Regions from separate parts of the Zea mays genome. Here regions 1, 2, 3 and 4 are each linked to region 5. Evidence: chromatin contacts called from public Hi-C data. All regions are on one chromosome and are shown on one strand. Each heading gives the region's core, a stretch centred on a gene start, on an enhancer-like site or on the middle of the called end of the contact. The rest is flanking DNA. Distances are from core to core; before and after follow the strand shown.

Region 1 (2,700 bases), core at 172-2,671, 250 kb before region 5:
GTGGCAGTCCAACGCGAGCCTGCGGCTGCGCTGCTGCCCCTTCCACCACCCTCCCGCCTGCTGCCACAGGGAAGATGCTGCAAAAACCGGACACAAACGGTCATTTTTCAGCCAGTTGCTTCCTGACATGTCAGCAGTGCGTCTGCAGGAAATTTACCTGGCTGAGCACAGGCGTGCGGCTACTGTTTTGGAAATTTACAAGATAAAAACCGCAAGCTCAAAAAAAAACCCGTACATCTAGAGGGATGACACGAAAATTTGTAGAAAAAAATGACCACATACCTTATGTGAAGAAAAAAACTAACCTATCATTTCCTGAAGATTTTTTTTTCTTTTTCTTTGTGGCTCTTTAACGATCCAAGTTTTTTTGAAGGAACATTGTGGGTCAACTGCCAACATTGCTCATGCTGGTCTACAAGAGTATATTTTGAAAATGCACAAGTGTATTTTTGAAATGGGATTCAGCTAAGCCCAAGCACACTCAAATCTTTACCCGAAAATGAGGTCACATCACTATTTGGGATTGTAGCACGATGTGAATGTAATCTGTTATCTACCTGACATTTGTTGTTGGGGCAGCTTCCCTTAACATGAAGGACGTGGAAGACGAACTGGTCTGCTGTTGAGTTTGGTCCCGTTGCACTTGCTGCCGCTGGTCTTTCTGCTTCTCCGCGAGCTGCATGCAGGAGTAACGCTTTCTGTAAATTTGATTTGGTTCATGAGAAAACAGAGGGCCAGTTGAGCATGGATGAGGCGACGTTGAGTTGCAGCAGCGTCTGCCTACCTCCTTCTGCAGAACCTTGTTCTCCTCCTGCAGTGACTTCTCCTGCGGTAACAATGCATCGCAGCACAGCGCAAGAGCAGAGATATTTTGTGGATGTAACAAGGCAACCAAAGTAGTTAACACTTGCAATAAACCATGCCCATCTAATGGCCAGCTAAAGAAATCATACAATTCTTAAAAGAGGAAGTTCGAACAGCCAACTTTAGCAAGCTCAACAATTTACCTTCCGTTGGAGCGCTGAAATTGACTCGACCATAAGCTGGCTCTGCGCATGCGGTGAATATTTACTTGTTAGTTTTCCAACATGCAGAGCGCATGGCTGTCAGTGGTGTAGTAGGCATCACGTAAGTAATGCACTGCAGTCTAATATATAGATCATACTACCTTCCTTGTTCTGATATGTTTCAGTGAACTCTCCAGCTGCTGCTCTAGTTGCTGAAGCTCTTTGAGATTCAAAGTTTCAAGATCCTCTCCCATGAGGTGCCTGCAGGACACACAAGGCTTGGTCATATTTATCTTCAACAGGGCATATTACATATTTTCAGCAACTAATCACTACAAATTACTTTTGACATTTCTGTATTGTCTCGACCTTCGCCTTTAGTTTTCTATATTCATGGCACCAATTGCCCTACACAAAGCAAAGAACATTTACATTATTTAATATGGGTCAACATCATGAAAAGGAACTCAACATAATAGGATAATTAAGTGAACCATGGACTGCCTTGCAGCACAGTATTCTTTGTACTCCTTCCATTTCATACCGTAAGTCGTTCTAACTTTTCTAGATACATAGTTTTTACAATATATCTAGACATAACATATATCAAGGTGTGTAGCAAAAGCTATCTCTAAAAAAGCTTGAACGACTTACAATTTTGGAATGGAGTACTAATCTGAAACCGAATTTATTACATAACTATTACTAGCGCTATATTTAGTAAAAGAATATGACAAAGCTCCATGGATTATTATAAACGGTTGACAACATATAATACGTTTGGATTTATTAGTGCTTCTAGAAACTGCCCTAAACTCCTTTACACACTGGTATCACATATTATTGGTATTCAGGGTCTATATATGCATGTTCCTCAATAAAAAGAACCGGTGGGACTCGATGACCATACAGATGCACATGAAAACAGTTAATGAATAAACATGTAGGTTAATATAGATATATAATACTTCTTTATAAATGAGAGTACTCTAATATATCAATATCTTGTCTTAGTTTCTGTTTTACACCCATGTTTTCTTTTAACTGTCGACCGTGTATCAGCGCTTATGTCTTGCGATTGCCATTTCTACCAAACATACAAGAGAAGAAATTTTTGAAGTGAATCAAATGGTGGAAATAACCCATGCCATTCCCCCCTTCCATATTTTGGGGTATGCCAATTTACACTGGCCAGAGGTCAATCACAACTATTTGACATGGTCAGTGCATATTAATCCAGGATGCTCAAAGGGGTCTCATGGGGGAAACTCACCTCTGGCGCATGGCTGATGCCAGAGGTCTCACTGGTCTAGGTCTTAGATAAGCTTTTGCATAGGATGTTGTCTTGCTCATGTTTTTCCTTTCCCATCAGTGATTGGTTATTTGTTCTATTTGCATCCTACTCTGGCCTCAACTTTTGAGGTATTGCAGATTCTGTAATCAGATGGTTGTATTCTTTTTTCTCTTAATACCAAGCGCATATCAAACATACAATCCAGTGGCGAAGCTAGAGCAAACATGAAGGGGTGCACCTCTCTTGTGGATGCATAAGGATGAGATGTGAGTGATGCATATATGGTGAAAAATTGAACACTATAACTGACTTTTAAAATTTTAGGGGGTGCATTTGCACCCACTGGCTACATAGTAGCTTCGCCCCTGATACAATCCCTACTTTTACAAACCATTAAAT
Region 2 (2,700 bases), core at 119-2,618, 150 kb before region 5:
CGCCATTCTAAACCTACTTTAGCCTATCTGGGCTGCGTGCTGCCCATCTTTTTTGCATTTTAGCCTTTTTAGGTTTTTTTACACAGCTATACAGCTATACCCTTTACAGTTTCATTTCAAAAATGAATCTTAACTTCGGCGCCATCGTCATTGGCGCCAAGGTAACGTATAGTGACGCTGCATAATTGACGCCAACTTTTAGCCTATCGGGGATGCGTGCTGCCCACTGATCCCCCCCCCCCCCCCCCCCCCCCCCCGCTCGTAAGATGCAACGGCGATTTGATGTGAGTGAGGTGGTGCAGGAGAAGCAGTACTCAATACTGCACATACATGTTTTCTTGCATACTCAAATGTATTTCTGTTTTTTTAATTCACTGGCTCAAATGTATTTCTGTTTTTTAATTCAATACTGCACATGCATGCTTGTGAAAGAACCTATCATATACAGATATACTGATTCGAGATACCTCAAACAATCATCAATCCTGTTTTCTTTTATCACTAAAAACTGATTTGGTGACTAGGAGATTAAAGGGGACTGAAGGGAAAATTCGTTTATTTTCTCTCAATTATCTCCAATCCCCTGTGATCTCTTTGCACCAAATAAACCTTAAGGGCTAGTTTGGCAAATCTTATTTTCTAAAAGATTTTCATTTTCTCAAATAAAATTAGTTCATTTTCTCTTAAAAAATGAGAATCAATTAGGAAAATGAAGTTGCCAAATTAGCTCTAAAAAAAATAAGGGAAATTAGTTTATATTCGGGATTTGAGTTTTTAAAATATCTATAATAATTTATCCTACTTTTGCTATATATCCTATATATGCGAATACTTTTGTGTCGGCAACCTAATATTCTGGTTCCTGTGAGGCCGTGATCAGAGTCAAGATAGCAACGGTAACAAATCATATCCTTATTCCAGAAACAGCACACATCTGTGCCAGTGGTACTATTGAGAAAACAATGCATTCTGATCCAAACTTATCCTTCATAAGAGTTTTACCTTTTTATCGCTAACGCTTTGTGCTGTGCTTCTGAGTGCTGACTGATGATCACTAAAAAGAACATAGTTCTTGATCTCAGGTCAAATTATATTGAATTTAATTAATTATATATATAAAACAATATTTATTATGCCAAATAAGTGTCATAGAAAATTCGTTAGGTTTAAAATTTACTACTCCTATTTGATGCTATAAATATTAGAATTTGATGTTTCCCCTATAAATTGAACAAAACTTTAGATAATTTAACTAGAGGACAAAAGGAATTGCATTCTCTAAAAAGCCCAGTCACATGAAAAGGTCGACAAAAGATACCATTGGATATGAACCACCGTTGGCATGCTGTAAGATCGACAGTGACAGGCTGACAGCTTTCACGATCGTGCAGTGCACTGACCTTGCCAAAAAGCTACAGCAATTTTATCCTCTTCGGCTGCATATTATTGCAGACAACGACAATAGTTTACTGGTGAGATAATTGAAAGCATTTTCTGCGCTTTTGGAGGTAGTTGAACAATTTATCGCCTGTTTAGTTTGAAGAAAATAAAGAAACCTATCGTGTGTTTAGTTTGAGAACGACTAGCGAGGTCATTATATACAATCTATGAAGCTCATGTCATGTGCGTGTGCCATGAAAAAATTATGGCAAAGCACTCTACATGTTGACGAAATGTTTGTCCACTAAAAAATCATGGATGTCTTCGAATTCGTTTAGGTCCGCCATATACGTCTCCATTGCAGGTCCTACCATTTCAAATCACTAATACAAAAGATTGGCCACAGCAGATTTTATTTATAACATGATCTCGATATGAAACTTTAGATATTCTAGGAAGCTTTTCGTGCTCCTAGCTTTTTCAGAAGAATTTCGGATAAAAAGAAGGTACAACAGTACCTGAATGTGCATCTAGATAAAGTGCTAGACCCTACTTTGCTGGGGTACAACAGACCAACTTTGCTTTGTCACACCAATAAGAGTGCCTCCAAGAGCCTTTATAAATTTCGCTCTATAAATTATCATTTGCAGAGTCATTTTGTATAAATACCACTTTTCTATATCTTTCCAATCTCCAACAACTTTTCTATATCTTGTTTATACTCTAGAGAGCCATTTATGTTTTCTATTTTTAGCCATCGAAAAACCCAAAATAGAAGATGTTTATATTTGGATAACCATTTAAATAAGTTGTTAGAGGGTATTTTTTATAAAAATCTTTATCCGTATTAATTAGAAAGAATATAGGTGCTATTTGGTTCACATATTGGTAACGTAATTGGTAACTGATAACGTTAAATCATGTTTGTAAGTCCAACCGTAATCGATACCATACTATAAATGGACACCGCCTTATTCAAATTTGTTACCGCTGGTATTCGAATGTGAATCATTAACATTAACATTTACGTTACATTTTGTGAACCAAACAACACCATATATAGTCTCTTGGAGTTGCTCTGTTTGAATCTCCTATATAAAATGAGATCGAGATGTTTGATTACTAGTTTCATCTCCCAACTAGAAACTCAAACTCTAGGTTGCACAACCCTAACACCTCACCCAAACACTCCTAGTGATCACTACACATGCCAGTGGAAAATCACCCAATAACCCTAGTTTCACGCCCAAGAACATCAAGAACACATGAATCACATAGGTTCTATCTATGTTCCTGTGGTCCATCCGACAGATCACCAAA
Region 3 (2,700 bases), core at 31-2,530, 230 kb before region 5:
GAACAAAGTCTACGTACAAACTTAAGTGCAGCATGGGCTTTCGATATGAGCGTGTCCTACCAGGGTTCAGACTCAGCATCGTCAGTCATCAGCAAAGAGTAAAGACAAGCTAGCATAGTTGCTTGTGGCAGTTGACGATTCCATGTATCTCCATACCATGGGGAGCGCCCACAAGTAGCGCCAATCAGAAAAGGGGCACAGAAAGAAGAAAAAATGTAAGAACGAAGAAATAGTCACACAAATTAAGTAGCACTTCGGCGAAGAAACGAGGCAGCAGCAACCTAAATAATACTGATGCTGCCAGGCCTGGATGAGAAAAATCCAAATTACAGAAACTATACTCCTCTCCATATAATCCCCACTTCCCCAGTCGCAGATTAAGGGTGCTGAGTACAAGATGAGATGTGCAGAATAAGGGCGAGATGAGATGTATAGTATTGGTGTTCTGCGGAGAAGTCAAGTTAGTCAAGCAATTAGCACATGCAGCATGGCAGCAAAAATTTCCCCCAAACAGAGCAGTACCAACGCCATACCAGCGAAAGCGGAGCATAAAATTACCCCGTATATATATAGCGCGCGCACGAACGGGACACGCTACACGCCTCTTCGATTCATCTACACATAACCAGAGCTGTACGTCTGTCTACCCAATAACCATAATTCCAAAAATTCTCAACAAATTCGAACAGAGATAATTACGCATCACCTCAATTCATAGTTTCAAACAGCTTGGAAATGGGGCAGCACGCAGCGGGCAGTGTCGAAACGTAAGCAACGGAGGGGGCCGAGAGCGTACCATGAATCGGTAGAGTACTCGTAGAGCTTGCCCTTGGTGGAGAAGATGATGAGCGCGACCTCGGCGTCGCAGAGCACGGAGATCTCGTGCGCCTTCTTGAGTAGCCCCGAGCGGCGCTTGGAGAATGTCACCTGGCGGTTGATCTTGTTCTCGATCCGCTTCAGCTGCACCTTCCCGCGCCCCATCGCCGCCGCCTTCTCCCTCTCCTGATCTCAACCTAAATCCTAGCTCAGGCACGTCGCTTCAGCCGCCGCCGCCGACAGCAGCTATAAAACTAGCTAGCTTCCTTCCTTGTTGCTTGCGAGAGGCTTGCTTGACACAGGATAGGTAAGCCTACGGCTGGCTAATTGTAGATAGTATGCGGTGGCGGTGGCGCCGGCGAGTGCATGACGTCGCAGCTAGCTGCGGCGGTGGAGAGATAGGGGGAGGGAGGTGAGGGGACAGGCCGGGAGGAGGGAGACGCTGGGAGGAGGCGGATTTAAAGCGGTGATGAGCGCTGCCGCGACGGATCGGAGGGGGAGGGGGTATAGCGAAACCGGGATGGTTTCCCCGCCGCCGCTGTCGAACTGGCATTGGCCGATGCGGCGTGCCCGGGCCCACCTGGCCCCACGGCATCTCTCATCGCAAGGGCCCGCTGCCAGGGTCTTTCCTCGTACGGTCGAAACCGGCTTCTCTCACACACCTTGCCTGGCATGAAGTAATGACGACAAGATGCTGGCAGGCAGCAGCTATTATCTGTTTTTGTTTCTATCTACTCCACTCGACTACTGGTAGCTATAATGAATATCGCTATAACATTTATTTTCGACCAAAGTATTAGCAGTAGTATCTTCGAATAAATTTATTACACAAAAAAACCAACGCTCCATCTATTAATTCTATTTATATATTAAAACTATTAGTGTTATTTTTATATGTTTTATTAAAAATAAAAACGTTTGACTCTAACATATGAGAACAAGACTTGTTTTAGGGGGTGTTTAGTCTCTATGGGTGTTTGGGTTCTATTTTAGTTATCGTATTTATTAGTTTAGGGTCTAAAATAAAATAAAATGGATGGATTAAAAAATAGTTAGAAACCAAACAATCCTTAAGCTTTGTTTGGATACTCTAGTATTGACCATAATCCATATGTGTTGAGGTGGATTATATGTAAATTAGTTTAAGTTATACTGCAAACCACCTTAATACATATGGATTAGGATCAATACTAGATTACTCAAAGTAGGCATTAGGATGGTAGTGGAGTAGTATACTTTCTTAGTTCTTTTTTATTTGTCGCGCGCGTTAAAAACTGAACTAGTGGACGATAAATATTCGAGAATGGAGGTATTGTTTTAAATAGATCTAACTAGATTCGTTGTTGTCATTTTTTGTATCGGAATGTTTTGCTTTCAAATTAATTTGCACGGCCGTGCTGGTGCCACGTGCAGCGGTGCCCAAGCATTAAAGATATCAGATTGTTTGGAGTATGCGGCTCGTCGGGGTTTTTATTTTTATTTTGCTTTTTTAAGCGCACCGTACGCCGTGCACGTGATGAAGTCTGCGGGGTAATGTTTGGGCAAAACGGGGAAGGGGCAGCAACTGGTCGCCTGGTTTCCCGGCTCGGTCACTTTTCGCAGTCCGGAGAGGCGGACAACGCGTGGGGCGGGCTGACGCAGCAAGGGGCCGCCCACTTTTGGGCCGGTCCGACGGCAGCGGCCAGGCCACGACGGGGACGGGCCAATGCGGGACACCTGTGTCTCCTGCAGTCCTGCTGCTGCTGCACGAGCACGATGCGGCGGCTACAGGTCTACAGCAACAGTGCTATCAGAGCCGTTCGCTGCTACGGGCCTACGGCCTACCTCACCCAGGCCCAATCCACCCATGACCGTGATTGGCCGCGACCTGACTGCTTGTTTGAT
Region 4 (2,700 bases), core at 185-2,684, 210 kb after region 5:
GATAAATATGATAATAACTGTTCTTACTATCCAGGCTGTCTTCAATGAAACCGAGGAATTTGTGCTATCAGTTGATGAACAAAACAATGAGGTAAATCTCAATTTCAGAACAGTATATGTATTTGTAGTTCAGCAGGGAAATAGAGCTTAACTATGATATGTCACTCTTCAGGTTGTCGTCTGGGATGCACTTACTGCTGAAAAGGTTACAAGATTGCCTTCTGGCAGCACTGGTGCTCCTAGATGGCTCGACCATTCCCCAGTTGAGCCAGTTTTTGTTAGTTGTGGAAACGATAGATCGATCAAATTCTGGAAACAAACCGTATAAGCTTGTAGATTCAACCACGCAAATCAAAAGAGTATGTTTTCAGTATTACTGTTTCAGGAGGAATGTGCTAGTGTAACTTTAGTTGTATATGGGAGAAATTTGCATAAGCGATTTTTTTTTGAAACTGCATAAGCAATTGTTTGACCTAATAGCAAATCCCAATCAGATGTTTTTTTTTGGTTCTGCAGATGCCAGTTATATGAACCATTGACCTGATTTTTATTGGTCAGCCTCCTTTCGATGTTCTGTTATTTTTATCCCATTGTGGATTGCGGGATATTTCGGTCGCGTTTAGTTTCATTAGTTTTAAGACTAAAGTTAAGTCCATATCGTGTTTGGTTGTATGGACTAAACATATTCTAAATATATTAAATGTAACATATAAAGACAAAAATACACTTTTTAGTGTTTTCTATGTATGACGTCAGTTTTCTAGTCACAGACAATTAGCGTAAATGTTGCTTTTTAGTCACTTTTAGCACCCATGTGAGGGACTAAAGACTAAAACCAATTAGTCTTTACTTTAGTCCTTCCGTTTGGTAAAATAAGGACTAAACAAGATTAAAAATTAGAAAACAAGATTAAAAATTAGAGATTAAAGATTAGTCCCTCTAATCAAATATGGCCTTCTTCTTAGGATGTAATGTGTAAATTGTAATGATGGTTTCACCCTACCACGTGTGATGTGGAAACATATATGCCAATAAAGACTAGTTTGGAAGCCAGAAAACCGCAGGGGATTGAAAGGGCTAGAACGCTCTACTCCTCCAATTCCAACTAGACCCGGAGAGGATTAAAGAGGCTAAAATTCACTCCTTATTCAATTTTAAATAAGAAGGTGATTTTAAGCCCTTCAATACCCTCCGGATTTTAGACTTTCCCTAAACGTTCTACCATCCAACATCTTCCCACCGGTAACTAGCTCTAAACGTTCTCCCACATCGTTGCATTGTTTTTTTTTTCAAAATGATCTCGTGTGCAACCGTACAAATGCAACTGAGAGGAGGGAAATGCGAGACCCTTCAGTCCTCGAAGCTCTCTGGACTGTGGGTGATTGGGTGTGGTCGTGTGGGCCTAAAATGGGATGGCCCATCCAAGCCCGACCCGTATTTGCCAGATTCGAGTGAACTGGATCCAACTAAACAAACAATTTTCCCCATTTGCCATTCCCGACGAGCACCTTCACCGTCTCCTCCCAGTCCCACCTCGCGTGGCACGCCATGGCTTTCTCCCCGCGCTCGCCGTGGTCGCGTGCCAAGAAAACCGACGTCTACTCAACCTTCGTTGTCCACGGCGATGACGATGAAGACGACGCCCGCGGCGGCAGGGGCCCCTCCACGCGGGCGGAGGAAGACGAGGAGGAAGACCCCTCCTCGCTGCCTCCGCTTCTTCAGCGGCTCCCCAAGGACTTTGGCGGCGCCTCGTTCGACGACGACGAGGACCCCTACTCCTCCGACCCTGACGATGCTTCCCTCTCTGCCACGGCGGCCTTCAAGAGCGGCGTCCCGGCCTCCGGTCGATCTCCGTTCCTGGATCTGCGGCGCTCAAGCCCCCGCGCTACCGATGACGACCCGTACTCTACCTTCGTCGTTCATTCCACCACACGCTCGGGGAGAACCTCCTCCAGCCCTCGCGGGTCCGCCTCCGGCACATTCATCCGTCGCTCGGGTGGCTCGTCTAGCCCTCGCGAGTCCGTCTCTGGCACATTCATCCGCCGGACCGGCAGCCCGTCGAGCCCCGGGAAGTCAGCCTCCGGCACATTCATCCGCCGGCCAGGGAGCCCGTCGAGCCCCCGCGGGTCGTTCTCTGGCACCTTCATTCGCCACACCAGCGGGGGCTCCAGTTCCCATGAATCTGCCTCTGGCGGCGGCGGGGGTTTCGGGTCCTCTTTCTGGACTCCAGCGGTGGAGCAGTCAGAGGAGCTCCGGCAGCCATCGCCTCTGATGCAGCAACAACAGCAACAACATTCAAGGCGGAAGCCATCGGTCAGCTCGGTGCCAGACAGTGTTACCAGGGAGGATCCTTCCACCAAGTACGAGCTGCTCCATGAGCTTGGTGCGACTCTTGCTCTGGAATTATTATTTCATTAGTTCTTTATATGTCTTTTTGTATAATGCCTGAAATTTTGAGCTATTTTGCGCAATGCAAATTCAATTGGAAATGCAGGGAAAGGTTCATATGGTGCAGTGTACAAAGCAAGGGATCTCAGAACGCAGGAGCTTGTGGCTGTCAAGATCATCTCATTAACAGAAGGGGTTAGTTTCTAGCTTCTTATTACAAAGTTCTGTGAATATTCCGGAAGGCTACCCAAGACATATTTCATATTTGGCAACCATATTGCTTTTGTTGTGAGCATTTTGTTTGCATGGGCT
Region 5 (2,700 bases), core at 54-2,553:
AACTAACATTAGACAGAAAAATTAGGCAAAATGTGACAACTTAGATAGTGAACCAAACATGCCTTGTATTCGTGCCAGCCGATGCCTCCGTGGCTCACGAATCATAATACTTTCACATGTATTTGTAGTTCCATTCTGTTTGTTTTCAAAACTCACACTATTTTTTTATACAGATTATCGAATGATTTTGACGAGATCTCGATGCCTCAAAATTGCGCCCTAAAAATCAAAACACTACATCGTATCAAAGTGTTTAGAACACCAATAGCAAATTAAGCTCTAACACTTAAGCCCTAAATTATGCATCTTAGAAAATAAATTGTGTTATTAGGAAAGAAAAAACTTAAGAATGATGTACAAAACAAAGATATAGCACTAATTCGGGGTGTAGTATATTTGAGTCATTTTATGGCGTGTCCTATATTTTTTGATAAAAAATTGTTTTTATGAGTTGAACATATATAACACTAATCCGGAGTGTAGTGTATTTGAGTCTATTTAAATTTCACTCTCTAACTTATCATTTAGAGAGTCATTTGCATGGAAATTGTTTTCTATATCTTTTCAATCTCCAACAGCCTTTTTTATATATTGTTTGCACTCTAGAGAGTCATTCATGCTTTCTATATTTAGCTAGCAAAAAACCTGGAATATAATATGGCTATATTTGGATAGCCATTTAGATAATCAGTTGGAGGGTATTTGTTACAAAAATCTCTTTTTATATAAATTAGGAAGAATATAGAGAGGTTTTGGAGTTGCTCTTAGGGTTTTGCTATATAGATGAGACATAGTGTTGTTGAAGGGGGCGGATCCCAAGTGGAGTTGGGGCTCTAGCCTCTCTGTATCCATAAAACTCATTAGATAAAGAGGTGGAGGATAGAGAAAAAGGGAGGAGAAAGAATATGAGAGAAAAATGAGCCCCCACAAAGAAAAAGGTAGAGGATACAGGAGAAGGAAAGAAAGAAAAGAGAAAAATTCAGTCACTGGTCACTAAAAATTTGACACTCTTTAGCTCATTTCTGAATCCGTCACTGGCTCACTGCCCACTGATTGTTGATGGACACGTTACCTACTACTAAAAGATGCCCCGCGTACTTTTTTGGGTGGCGGAGTTAATCGACCATTTATTTTTTTTTAGAGAATTGCAGAAACCTGGAATGGAGTTGCCAGTTGCCCAACCTGCCAAATTTTTTGATAGAAATGTTCAGTGCTAGCTACATGGATTGGGCTTCAACACGGTATGTCTACACATTTCTAATCAGCCCATGGGCCGTGAGAGCAAAATAGCCCTAGCAAGTACCCTGTATCCCACCCCGCGCCTCCAACTTGTTCTTCCGCTGCAAGACAGCAGTCCCGAGCTGTATGCCTGTATGTATCCTGCTACCGTTCTTGTCTAGTCGTCTTCCTCGGCAAGCCGCGGCGGTCGTTGCCCCCTCGTATAATCTACTCGCGGCATCCTTGTCATCGCCGTTTCGATTTGGTTGATACAGAGGGGAGCCGCGAGGGGGCGGAGATGCCGACGCTGACGAAGCTGTACAGCATGGAGGAGGCTGCCCTCCACAACACGCCCGACGACTGCTGGGTCATCGTCGACGGCAAGGTAGCGCCACTGTATTGCCCCCTCATATCCTCCTTGCTGTAGATAGGTATTATGCATGCAGCAGTAGGTAGAGATTGTAATAAACGCGTGGGGAGGGGAGGGCCGGAGGGGAGAGTGAGGGCATACTGTTCGAGTTCCGATGCGATTTCTCTCGCAACGTGTTCGATGGAATGTCTGGAAGGCCTTTGCTGTGATGTGCTGCTTGCTGTGCACGTACTCTTGCCAATACTAGCGGCACTCTGGTTGTGAGGTTTGGGAGATTGGTAGGGCGTGGTAAACTAGTTAGTAGATTGGTTGTGCTGTCCTAGAAATGAAGCTTCAGGTTAAGTAGAATTGGGATATGCTGCACTGATCCTATCGCTACATAAACTCAATTGTCTGCTGGTCAATGCGATGCAGATTTATGATGTGACCAAGTATTTGGAAGACCATCCTGGGGGTGCCGATGTTCTGCTCGAAGCAACCGGTACTGCTTGCCCTGATTCACTTTTCCTACTCTATTCATTCACCATGTGGTATTAGTTTCTCTATGGGTTGTATGACTCGTGCCATTCTGTCTGAAGGTAAGGATGCTACAGAAGAATTTGACGATGCAGGGCACAGCAAGAGTGCCAAGGATCTAATGCAGGACTACTTCATTGGGGAGGTGGACTTGGACCCAACTCCTGACATTCCTGAGATGGAGGTTTTCAGGAAGGAGCAGGACACGGGATTTGCCAGCAAGCTTAAGGACAACGTGGTGCAGTACTGGGCAATCCCAGCAGCTGTAATTGGGATATCAGCTGTTGTTGCTATATTGTATGCGCGAAGGAAGTGAAAGTTAATGTGCCATGCTTGGGCAGATGATCCTTTTAGGCTTTGTTCGTTTCATCCCTAATCCATGGGGATTGAGGGGGATTGGGGTGGATTGAGGGGGATTTTGACTTGTAGTGGATTCAATCCCTCTCAATCCCCATGGGTTTGATAAAAACGAACAGGGCATTAGAGGGATCAACCCATGGTGCATGGATGGGTATATGTACTCCTGTCCCAAATTACACTATGATGTTCGATTCTTAGACACACTTAGGCAAACATTTGCCTGATTAATGACACTA

What was found. A called contact is a pair of places that touch in the nucleus more often than the background predicts.
Region 1: a contact with region 5 is called in a Hi-C map of leaf, with 4 times the contacts expected there. The contact joins the promoter of LOC109943549 here to the promoter of LOC109943550 in region 5. A contact is called at or near these places in 4 of 25 Hi-C or Micro-C datasets (leaf and tassel).
Region 2: a contact with region 5 is called in a Hi-C map of ear, with 2.2 times the contacts expected there. The contact joins the enhancer-like site here to the promoter of LOC109943550 in region 5. A contact is called at or near these places in 3 of 25 Hi-C or Micro-C datasets (ear, endosperm and leaf).
Region 3: a Hi-C map of bundle sheath shows a contact between it and region 5, with 2.8 times the contacts expected there. The contact joins the promoter of LOC542041 here to the promoter of LOC109943550 in region 5. A contact is called at or near these places in 6 of 25 Hi-C or Micro-C datasets (bundle sheath, ear, leaf and 1 more) and 1 of 3 datasets of contacts at active chromatin or transcription factors (leaf).
Region 4: a contact with region 5 is called in a Hi-C map of endosperm, with 2.5 times the contacts expected there. The contact joins the promoter of LOC103644020 here to the promoter of LOC109943550 in region 5. A contact is called at or near these places in 6 of 25 Hi-C or Micro-C datasets (bundle sheath, ear, endosperm and 2 more).

Annotation. Positions count from the first base shown.
Region 1 is chr1:283,849,780-283,852,479 of Zm-B73-REFERENCE-NAM-5.0, forward strand. LOC109943549 reads left to right here and starts at 1,422. Exons shown (of 2, transcript XM_020546942.1): 1 at 1,422-2,700. It overlaps LOC542041 (m4 protein), which reads right to left. Exons shown (of 8, transcript NM_001111681.1): 3 at 1,351-1,415; 4 at 1,169-1,268; 5 at 1,008-1,049; 6 at 785-826; 7 at 558-676; 8 at 1-77.
Region 2 is chr1:283,950,678-283,953,377 of Zm-B73-REFERENCE-NAM-5.0, forward strand. No RefSeq gene overlaps it. Among protein-coding and RNA genes, the nearest start is that of LOC109943797, 50 kb to the left of the region's middle. Within about 2 kb of position 1,369, at least 8 of the 20 cell types and tissues checked have an H3K27ac peak or open chromatin away from gene starts, as enhancers often do. A contact at or near this core is called in ear and leaf, where this site is marked.
Region 3 is chr1:283,877,976-283,880,675 of Zm-B73-REFERENCE-NAM-5.0, forward strand. It overlaps LOC542041 (m4 protein), which reads right to left and starts at 1,281. Exons shown (of 8, transcript NM_001111681.1): 1 at 797-1,281. The coding sequence starts at 981.
Region 4 is chr1:284,310,262-284,312,961 of Zm-B73-REFERENCE-NAM-5.0, forward strand. LOC103644020 (serine/threonine-protein kinase STE20) reads left to right here and starts at 1,435. Exons shown (of 18, transcript XM_008667209.3): 1 at 1,435-2,383; 2 at 2,495-2,583. The coding sequence starts at 1,549. LOC100192488 reads left to right here. Exons shown (of 13, transcript NM_001137708.1): 12 at 35-91; 13 at 173-457. The coding sequence ends at 328.
Region 5 is chr1:284,103,909-284,106,608 of Zm-B73-REFERENCE-NAM-5.0, forward strand. It overlaps LOC109943550 (cytochrome b5), which reads left to right and starts at 1,304. Exons shown (of 3, transcript XM_020546943.2): 1 at 1,304-1,603; 2 at 2,003-2,069; 3 at 2,167-2,700. The coding sequence starts at 1,517. The coding sequence ends at 2,420.